3 separate regions of the Gossypium arboreum genome follow, and regions 1 and 3 are each linked to region 2. Evidence: chromatin contacts called from public Hi-C data. All regions are on one chromosome and are shown on one strand. Each heading gives the region's core, a stretch centred on a gene start, on an enhancer-like site or on the middle of the called end of the contact. The rest is flanking DNA. Distances are from core to core; before and after follow the strand shown. Region 1 holds the start of LOC108469782 (ETO1-like protein 1). Region 2 holds the start of LOC108467515 (lysine-specific demethylase JMJ31). Region 3 holds the start of LOC108468027 (pentatricopeptide repeat-containing protein At3g63370, chloroplastic).

Region 1 (3,551 bases), core at 377-2,876, 200 kb after region 2:
AGAGAAGCTATTTTCTGCCTACGGCAAACTATTTTCTCATCTCCTATCCAAAAGTTCACATTTTTCAGGCTCTTTTCCCCGTCCGTCACAACGGTCTCCTGCGAAGCCCCATCCACCTCAACCGGAAACTGAGAAGCAACATCCATCGGTCCAAACTCTTGTGCACATTTATTGCAAGTTGCAAGCAAGTCAACAATAAGTTCTTCCCCTTGCTTCTCATACTTCAACCATGCCACAAACACAAGCCTCTCATGGACCGTCCCAGCCTTCTGCCAAGCAGACCGGAGGCTTCCCCGCATCAATTTGGTTTCCCCAAGCCCTCTAAAGATCTGAAATTGTAATAAATACAGATTCGACCTCTCTTGCAAAGAACACGATTCGAGTTCTTCATGAATTTGAGCTAAGACTTCTACATAATCAACAGGTTTAAAGAATGGCACTATGGGTGGCTCAGGAACCTTGATAAATGATTCTCTACAACAATTATACCAACAAAACAATCTCAATAAAAAAAATGAAAACCATAGAAGAATCCCAGAAATGAACCAAAAAAAAAAAAACTTACATGGATGAAGAGGCGGTGGTACATGAAGATGATAGTTTGGAAAATTTCCCTCTTTCAACTTGGAGCCAAGACTGAGGATTAATGGCATTGAGCTGTGTTTCTTTACATGAATCAGATGGAAGGAAAGCCCTCATTGGGCATAACAGATTAAACAAGTCCCAGATCTCCACAATAGCCAAATTGGGTCTTTTCTCAAAAACTCAAAAAGTAAAAATAAACCAACAAAAAATCCTTCAAAGAAAGGGAGAAACAAAGAAGTAAAAAGAGGAAAAACAGTCACACTAATCCTATTTAGTAAATGAAAAAAGAAATGCACTTCCTACCTCACCAAGCAACAAAGTTTCTATTGTAAACATTTAATACAAGCAAACAAAATTCCAGAAACAAACAATCATTCACTATATTTTCAATATGGGTATCTTATAACAAGCTGGGACAACCAAGAATTTACACAAAAAAAAGGGGGCTTCACAGTAAAAAAAAAAAAAGTTCCTGGTTGATTCTATTCCACAAAAGAAAAAAAATGAAGATCAACTAAGTTTTGGTGTTAAAACAATTAAGTAAATGGTCTTTGTTAAAAAGAAAATAGTTTAAAAAAAAAAACTAAATTAGAAACTACCAATTAGCCACCAACATCTAACAGTTAACCAAAGATCTTTACCCCAAAGGCTACCAAAACCCAAATTATAGCCTTTAACAATAAAGCCAAAAAATTTTTTTTAAAAAACAACAATAAAGCCAAAATACCTTAACAAACACACTCTTATGATAGAGACAGAGAGAGAATTGGATTTTGGGGGTTTGGAAAATTTGAAGAAAAAGCAGAGCTGAGACTTTTTAGAAGGCAATGGGATGGGAGATCAAAGTTTGAACGAAGTGTGGGAATCCAAAAGGGAAAATATTTTCTGAGTTTTCCACCTTCCTATGCTTTTTGTAACGTTTCTTTTGTTTGGTAGAAGGGAAAGTTTTTCCTTTTACTTTTTTCTCACACTTTTCCTTGCGTTGGAGACCAGAAAGATTGCAGGCATCTACTGTTTGTTGGAAGTACCCCCAAAGAATAACTAAAATAAACACCAATCCATATATTAATTACATATACATACGTGTCATAGGTCTAATTTTACTTTCAGTCCCCATACTCTTTGCAATTTTAAATTTTAGTCAATCTATGTTTATAATTTAGTTTTATACCTGTCTATAGGTAAATATGCATTTGGTATCTGAATTTGGCTTCAAGGTTCAAATTGGTATCTAAATTTTCTTTTTCTGTTCAAATTAGTACCTGAACTTGGCTCCATAGTTCAAATTGATTCAAATAAGTCATTTACCATAAGTACTAATTTGGATGATAAAGCCAAGTTTAGGTACCAATTTGAACCAAGAAACTAAGTTCAGGTGCCAAATTGGACTAAAATGAGTTTTAGGTACCAAATTTAACCTTAAAGCCAAGTTCAAGTACCTAATTAGACAAAAAAAAACCCTTAAGTATTAATTTGAACCCTGAAGCAAATTTCAGGTACCAAAATGTGTTTTATTCCCTTGTTTAATTTAACCACTAAATTTCAATAGACAATATTGTGAATGCACTCCCCTTAATTTTAAATATGTATAATTTGGAGGGTTAGTTTTTTTTATTTTTAAATTATCATGTGTTTTTTATTTGCGGAGTAGTTTATTAAATATTTTCTCAAATTTTAATCATTTGAAATTATTTTAATGTGAATAATTGAATAGATTTATATTTGATGCATTGTCTGTGTATAAGTATATATTATTAGTGAATTATATACTACCTATTAAAAATATATATTTATATTAAACCTTTAATTGAGTTAATGTCACGAGTCAATCAAAGCATCAACTTAGTTAAAAATTATTAAAATGACATTTTGCATACAAAATAAGTTATATAATCATGAGTGCACCTAACTAAGGGTTGGATAGTTTGCTTGGCCCAGTAAGCTCAGCCTGATTCAAGTTAAGCTTGGACAATGATTTTTTCACTTCGGCCCGACATGAGCCTACCCAATTTCAATTTAAATAATAAAAAATATTTTTTAAATTAAAATTAAATTACAAAAATATATAAAATAGTAACTAAAATATATTTTTCATATTATATTAATTTTTAAATAGTAAAATGAATTTTTTGGCAACCCGGCCCGAAATCAAGTTTGGGCTTGACAATATTTTAGAATCAGGCATTGACTTAATCCGGCTCATGGTTACCTCTAATCATGAGGATATTTTTGTCTTTTATATTTTTTTATATAAACTCAATAAATTTTTAATCTTAGTGATATTTCAACCTATGATGTATAATGAATTTTATATATTTAATTTTACCATTTTAACTAAATATTCGTTTGATTTTTATATAAACTTTTGACATTATTAATTATATAATTTTTTTCACTGATATTATGAGTGCACTATAATCTAATATATATATATATATATAGAATAATTATATTTATTTTAATATTTTACAATTACCCATTAATTTATTAATTACGTGTCTAAATATGTTTCATGGACAGTAGATGAATTTGTATACTTCATTGCTTCCTCCTAGTTTAAAATAATTTTATTAACTACTATATACATTGAATTTTAATTTTAAATCATATTAAGTAAATACATTAAAGACTAGGCCAACAAGTTTATATACAGTTTTATATAAGATCGTCACACGGACAATTGTTAATAGGTTACATCTATTGATGGTTAAGTTTACTAAACAGAACCAGACTAGTTTCACGATGGGTAGGAACATTTCAGATAACATCGTTATTGCTCAGGAGGCAGAATATTCTATGCGAAATTTCAGAGGCAGAAAATGTGGGATGGTGTTAAAAATTGATCTTAAAAAGGCTTATGATTGAGTTAGATGAGATTTCTTAGAAGAACACTTTCAAAAGCAAGTTTACCAACTATGTTAAACACTGTTATCTTAAATTGTAGATCATTATCATCATTTCAGGTG
Region 2 (3,165 bases), core at 652-3,151:
TGGAATACCAACCAATATCTCATCTGGCCACTGTAAGTTTATAGGATGCAGATCACTAAGGTCTTGAGGTGCCACAGGAATAGATTGTCGGAATCTAAACTGCCACAACACTTTATCAATCTTGTGCATCTTAATGGTAGCGTACACTACCAATGGGACCTTCACGTGCCAGATGTTGGGATTCACAAAGAATTCATCGGGGATGACTTCTCAAATTGTCGGATCCTCGTATGGTGTCCATTCAAACTATATTAACATGATAAAAACATTAACTATATATATACTACTAAATACGAAATAGACTACGTTAATATTATATAATTCAAATTTAAATAAAAAAATATCTCCGCTTCTAATCGCCGGTCTAATAGAAGCCGTATATCTTAAAGGTCAGTAGGTAATCCCACTTAACTTAGCCCATGGTTTCACCTATTTAAATAACTTGTCAGCATAATAATATTTATTTAAATAAATCTTATTATTAAAATGTCTACTAAATTTTATCTTGTTACGAGTGGGAATGTATACAAGTAGTTCGCTCGAGAACATAAAAATGAAAATTAGTACCGCGTCCATGATTGCAATAGTAAAATCCAACTACCAATTTTGATTTTTCCTAGTTGTGTCGCTCGACATATCTCTCGGTACAATGTTACCAACACGACAAACCTCCAACTGAAGTTTCAACAACCATCTTAGATGGACGAGTGTTCGTGACTTGTCCGGCATTAGGATACCCCTGATGATCTAAAGGATGTACGTCCAAGTGTGTCATTCTCTTTTGACTTCAGTCGAATCCTTATCCAGCGCGGCGAAAGTTGTTCTTAACCAAGCTATTTTGATCCGACCTCCGTAAATTGTTTCCGAAACTGAACCCAAAAGTTCACCACATATGCCTTGCCACTCACCAGACTAAACAGACCTGGTGACTACTGACCCATCCATGGTCAAACCCAACTGTAAATGCACGTCCTCTAGAGTGATAGTACACTCACCATATGGAAGATGAAATGTGTGCATCTCTGGTCTCCACCTCTCCACCAATGCGCCTACGAGTTTTGAGTCCAACTTACATCCCCGGCCTACAAGGGCCATGTGCCAAAAAACTGGTTTCCCTTAAATATGGTTCAATCGACGATGATGGAGGACCGAGTGGATTGCGGATATAGCATTGAAAAATTCGATATTTCGCCTATTTACGTAAAAAATCAAAATATTAAGTTAATATATAACAATGAAATAATAAATTAAATAAAAATTGAAATTTATTAAAATTTATTCTTACCATTTGCAATTGAATGACGAAAATGTACTTGTCATCATGATGGATTAGAGAATCGACCATTGCTAATTATATAGAACACTAATTAATTTAAAAATATATTTTCAGAAAATATTAATAAAAAATCTAATAGAAAATATAATTTAGATTTTTGAAAAAAAATTGAAAATTTGAAAGAATTTTGAGAGTGGTTTGAGAAATTGAGAGAATTTTGTGAGAAATGAGTAAGGGTGGGGGGTTTTATAGTTTTTTTTTACCATTGGAGAGGGGACAACAACTATTTAAAATAGTCGTTGGAAAAGTATCCATTGAGGGGAAAACGCTTCCAACTAGAAGTGTTTGGAAGCGTTTTACTAGTGACACACAAAAAGCACTTCCAGCTGAAATCGTTTTCCTAGATTTCACCTAAAAATACTTTCAGTCCTAAATCGGTCTATACCCATAAATATTTCAAAAATCAGCTTATTCTAGTAATTTTAAAAAAAAATCAGCATTTTTTTAGTAATTTAATCAGAAGTCATGATTCGGCCCATTGATGTGTATTCTTTGGAAAGAAAGGGCCATCGAAAGTCTATGATAGACCTAGACCTGCTTTTTACAATCAAATGAAACTTAAGAAAGCCTTGTTGGGACTCTCTCAGGCCTCAACGCTCCAATGGTTCACTTCTCACTCAAATAAAATCCAAAGGCCGAACTACGAAATTCTTCAGGCTGAAAAGCTTTTTTTTTTTTTAACGTGAAAAGCTTGTTACAAGTTAGTGAAAAAATAAATGGAAGACTCTCTACGACTCCAGAGCTTCGATCAACTCCCATCAGCTGCACAGTTTGCCTCTCAGATTGAATCTCGAAATGTTCCCGCCGTAATTTTTCTGTTTTCTCAACTTTTTGTTTCTTTTTTCCCTTTCTCTGTTCGTTTTTCGAGAAAAATTGGTCCGAACTTTTTTTTTCCTTTTGCTAATTTATATAAGCGGTAGTTGCTTCAATCTTAGTTCATTGATTTTTATTTCGTTTTGAAAGGTGTTCGTTGGATGCGTTAAGGACTGGAAAGCCGTTTCCAAGTGGAATCCTTCTAATGGAGGCCTCGGTTATCTGGAGGTTTGCTTATCCTTTTATAATTACTACAATTTTTATGCTCGCTTTTCGAGTCAAAATATTTTAAGTTGCTAGATTTTTAGTAAAATGGATAACGTTTTGGAAGTAAATAATATTTTTGTATATAATGTTGAAAGACATAATTATGCATTGAGTTTCAAATCTAGAAAAGTAGCACTAGTTTTACATTTGTTTTATTTACATCTGTGATAGTCTATTCAGTAAGTTAATTAATAGGCAAGAGCTTGAATTAGTGCGTTATACATGTTGGATATGGTTTCTAGAGTTACATTTTTTTAGTGGAATTGTGCATTTTATATATTCAATTAAAGTATTTATTTTAGTATTTTTCTTGTTTGAGTATAACTTTAGGAACGGGTAGGATCATTCATGGTGGAGGCTATGTTATCTCAAACTGCACCGGTGTTTTACGGTGATCTTAGAAGCCATGAGAGGGTAATTCACTAATTCTCATGTTCTTCATACACCGAGGCTTGTGATACATTTTCTCTCTTGGGTGGATGCGAGAATTATGATCAATTTGGTTTTGCATTTGTTTACAGGTTCCATTACCATTTTCCACTTTTATTGCCTTGTGTAAATGGCATAGGCAAAATGTCGGTAGTTCTTGCAGTATTAATTCTAATTCACAAGGGCATCAACTTGAAGAATCTGACACAGAGCAAGGCTGTTCACCATTTGTAGATGCTGCTCCAAAACAAATCTACCTAGCACAGGTCGCTACTCAAAGTTCTGTGATCACTGACGTCTCTGTTAACATTTTTTTCTGC
Region 3 (3,551 bases), core at 665-3,164, 130 kb before region 2:
CTGGCAATTGATCCTTCGGAGAAGTTATGCCTAATAATAAAGCCATGGATTTCTTTCCCATACTTCAAGGCAGACAAACTGGAAGCAGCAGAGAGTGCACTTTTTAATGCAATAGAATCAGGGTGAATATTAGTTTTGTTTAGGATATGGAACAGTTCAAGAGCTTCATTAGCAAGCCCATTGTGGACATATGCAGAAATCATGCTTGTCCAAGACACAACATCTTTAAACTGGATTGACTCAAATGTTTGCACAGCATAGTCTATGTTTCCACATTCTCCATATACATCAACAATCATGTTTTGCAGCACAACATCAGACAGGCCTCTTCTCATAATATAACCATGAATTTCTTTCACTTGGGACACACACGCCAGTTCACTACAAGCCAGCAGTATACTACCTATCATCATGGGATCAACATCAATATCTATTAATTGTACTTCTCGGAACAATTCAAAAGCCTTTAAAGCATAACTGTTTTGTGCATAGCCAGCAATGACAGTAGTCCAAGAAATTAAATCTTTATCGGGCATCCTATTAAAAGCATAGCCCATGTAGTTCACACAAGAACACTTTGCATACATATCTATAAGAGTATTTCCAACCTGCAAGTCTAAATCAAATCCAATTTTTATTGCATAAGCATGCAATTCCATACCATTCAATAGGTAACCCATTCGCCCACAAGCTACCAAGATGCTTATTACTGTAACCTGGTCAGGTTTTTCACCAGCATTCTGAAAATCATGGAAGAAATGCAAAGCCTCACTGCACATACCATTTTGGATAAACCCAGTAAGCACAGAATTCCAGGCTACTTTATCCTTTTCTTCCAATTTGTTAAAAGTTCTTACAGCCTCACTCATCTTACAACATCTGACATACATAGCAACCAAAGCACCAGCAACATAAGCATCAAGAAGCTGAGCTGATTTCAACACAGCAGCATGTATCTCCTTACCTAATTTCCTAAAGGAATAATCTCCACAAGCCTGAAGACAAGCAACAGCAGTGTAAGTATTAGAGTCAAGACCAGCCTTTTGCATTTCCCTGAAAAGTTCCAATGCTTCCATAGATCTTCCATTTGAAGAATATGCTGAAATTATAGAATTCCATGAAACTACATCGTCTTTTTGATCTATTCTCCCGAATAATCTCCTTGCTCCAAAAAGATCATCACATTTGGCATACATAGCAACTAAAGAATTGACAACACAAACAGTAGAATCATACCCAAACTTGACAGCCAGACCATGAATTTCAGCCCCTAAATAGAGATTTTTTAGCAAACCACTAGCTTTAAGCAGAGAAGGAAAACTATAAGCATCAAGAGGAACTCCCAAAACCCGCATTTCTTTATAGGTTTGAAGAACTTCAAAAGGTTTCCCATTTGAAACATAAGCTCCAATCATAGCATTCCAAGTAAAAATACTTCGTTGACCTATTTGATCAAACACTTTCTCCGCATTCCGAACTGACCCGCATTTTCCATACATAAACACAACCTTAGTAGCTAAAAACACGGATTCGGAGACGGAACAAGACTTTATCATGTGGGCGTGAATTTGTAGCCCCTGAGAAAGAGCTTTCTTTTGAGCACAAAGTTCAAGAACCGGGGCATAAGTCTCGTCCGGGTGATCATTGGATGAAACTGGTAGCGATTGAAATGCTTCCTTGAGGTTTCCTCGAAGGCAAATATCCTTTAAAGTATGGGTTTGGATGGGTTTACGAGAAAAAGATGGGATTTTGAGAGTAGGGTTTATTTGTGTTTGGATTAACATAGGGGGGTGAGCGAAAATTGAAGAGCAATTATTAGTGTGCAGATGAACCAAAGAAGCGGGCATTAGAGGGCAAGTGCAGGACAGGACGACGCTCAGTGTAAGATAAGACTGCAGTCGCATGATCAATGGTATTGTTATGGAAAAACATTTCGAATTGATTAATATAATAAATAATAACTAAAGACATCTCAAGCCGTCTTAGCTCAGCCGATAGAGTGCGTGGCTTTTAACCACGTGGTCGTGGGTTCGATTCCGACAGACGGCGTTTTGTTGATAATTTCATCAGCTCAATTTTACTTTTTCTTGTTGTCTTTCAAGATCTGGTCACGTGGAGAAGAGAAAAAGGAAAAAATAGAACATTCTTTGAGGGTTTTTTTATTTTATTTTTTTTATGTTTAAAGTAAGGGTTAATATTTAGTATATTGGTAGTGTATTTTTTTATTTTATAAATAGTTTTAAAAAGTTATTATGTGTTTCTTTTTTAAATATAATTTTTTAATATTTCACTATATTTTATAGGACACTTCTCAACTCCCTAATCTTACTTGTGAAGTACAAAAACTTCACTACTAGTGTATCAAATATTTTCTTTTAAAGTATTAGGGTGAATTAAAAGAATAGCCATCCAACTATATCTTTAGTTCTATTTTAGCCAACCACTCAATTTTTCGAAATTAAATATTCTAATCACTCTCCAATTAGATGTTGTTATTAAACGAGTGATGAAGAACTGATGTTGGCCATTTTTATTGGCTTAATAACAAATTTAGCCTTAAAATGTTTACACATTCTATCAACTTGATTCTAAATCTAAAAAACTCAACAAATAGTCCTCAATGTTTACAAAAATTTGTCCTTTTAGTTCAAAGTCTAAAAATTCAATAAATTTAGTCTCAAATTTACAAAATTTGTCAATTTAGTTTGTAATAGCCCTCACCCAATCCAAGTAAAAGATGTTACATTTAAACATTAAACTCACCACTTAAACATATTCTTGTTTCATTATAATCAAGGTAACTTATAGAACAAAACATTATTATTTATACATAATTCACTTTTTTTTTACTAATAAACCTAAGTACATGCTAAACTAAATCCAAAATATATATACCAAATTGCTTGAACTTGAAGCTGAGGAGTGATGTGATTCAAACTGAAGTAGCAATCCTCGACTCTTTTCAAAACTTATCTATCACCTATGCATTTAAAACAAATGCGTTAAGCTACGTGAATAGCTAGTAAGTACTCAACTGGATTCAATCTTACCATTTTGATATATATACAATTCAAGTAAAATTTGAATAATATTTATTCACATAGTTTCTTTCACTAATATGCTTAAAATTTCAATTCATTTTCCAAAACATAAAATCATTTAAATTAATTTTCTAACTTATAGTTTTTACTTTAATACATATAGTCACTAATCAACTTTCACATTCACATAAATCTTTGTCTCATGTCACAAACATAACATAAACTCTTAAGTCACATGTTTCACTTAATACGTAATTCACATGTATTACTAAAACACATATATCATTATAACACTTTTACTTAATTCACATGTATTACTGAAACACATATATCATTATAACACTTTTACTTTCACATAACACTTTTGCAGTCCTTAGTGAGTCTTAAAAAATTTCAATAATTTCGATACATTAGGTCAAAACAGAACTCTTGACCTTTAATGGAACTCTAATAACAAAACTCCATTAAACACATCACATAACCCACTTCTCCTCTCCTAATCCCCTTTGT

The links. A called contact is a pair of places that touch in the nucleus more often than the background predicts.
Region 1: a contact with region 2 is called in a Hi-C map of leaf, with 2.4 times the contacts expected there. The contact joins the promoter of LOC108469782 here to the promoter of LOC108467515 in region 2. A contact is called at or near these places in 3 of 5 Hi-C or Micro-C datasets (all in leaf).
Region 3: a contact with region 2 is called in a Hi-C map of leaf, with 4 times the contacts expected there. The contact joins the promoter of LOC108468027 here to the promoter of LOC108467515 in region 2. A contact is called at or near these places in 4 of 5 Hi-C or Micro-C datasets (all in leaf).

Annotation. Positions count from the first base shown.
Region 1 is chr8:130,021,915-130,025,465 of ASM2569848v2, reverse strand. LOC108469782 (ETO1-like protein 1) reads right to left here and starts at 1,626. Exons shown (of 5, transcript XM_017770818.2): 1 at 566-1,626; 2 at 1-474. The coding sequence starts at 699.
Region 2 is chr8:130,220,829-130,223,993 of ASM2569848v2, reverse strand. It overlaps LOC108467515 (lysine-specific demethylase JMJ31), which reads left to right and starts at 1,901. Exons shown (of 16, transcript XM_053031925.1): 1 at 1,901-2,142; 2 at 2,300-2,377; 3 at 2,747-2,830; 4 at 2,938-3,111. The coding sequence starts at 2,053.
Region 3 is chr8:130,355,278-130,358,828 of ASM2569848v2, reverse strand. It overlaps LOC108468027 (pentatricopeptide repeat-containing protein At3g63370, chloroplastic), which reads right to left and starts at 1,914. Exons shown (of 2, transcript XR_001868955.2): 1 at 1-1,914. TRNAK-UUU (transfer RNA lysine (anticodon UUU)) reads left to right here and starts at 1,977; the gene lies at 1,977-2,049.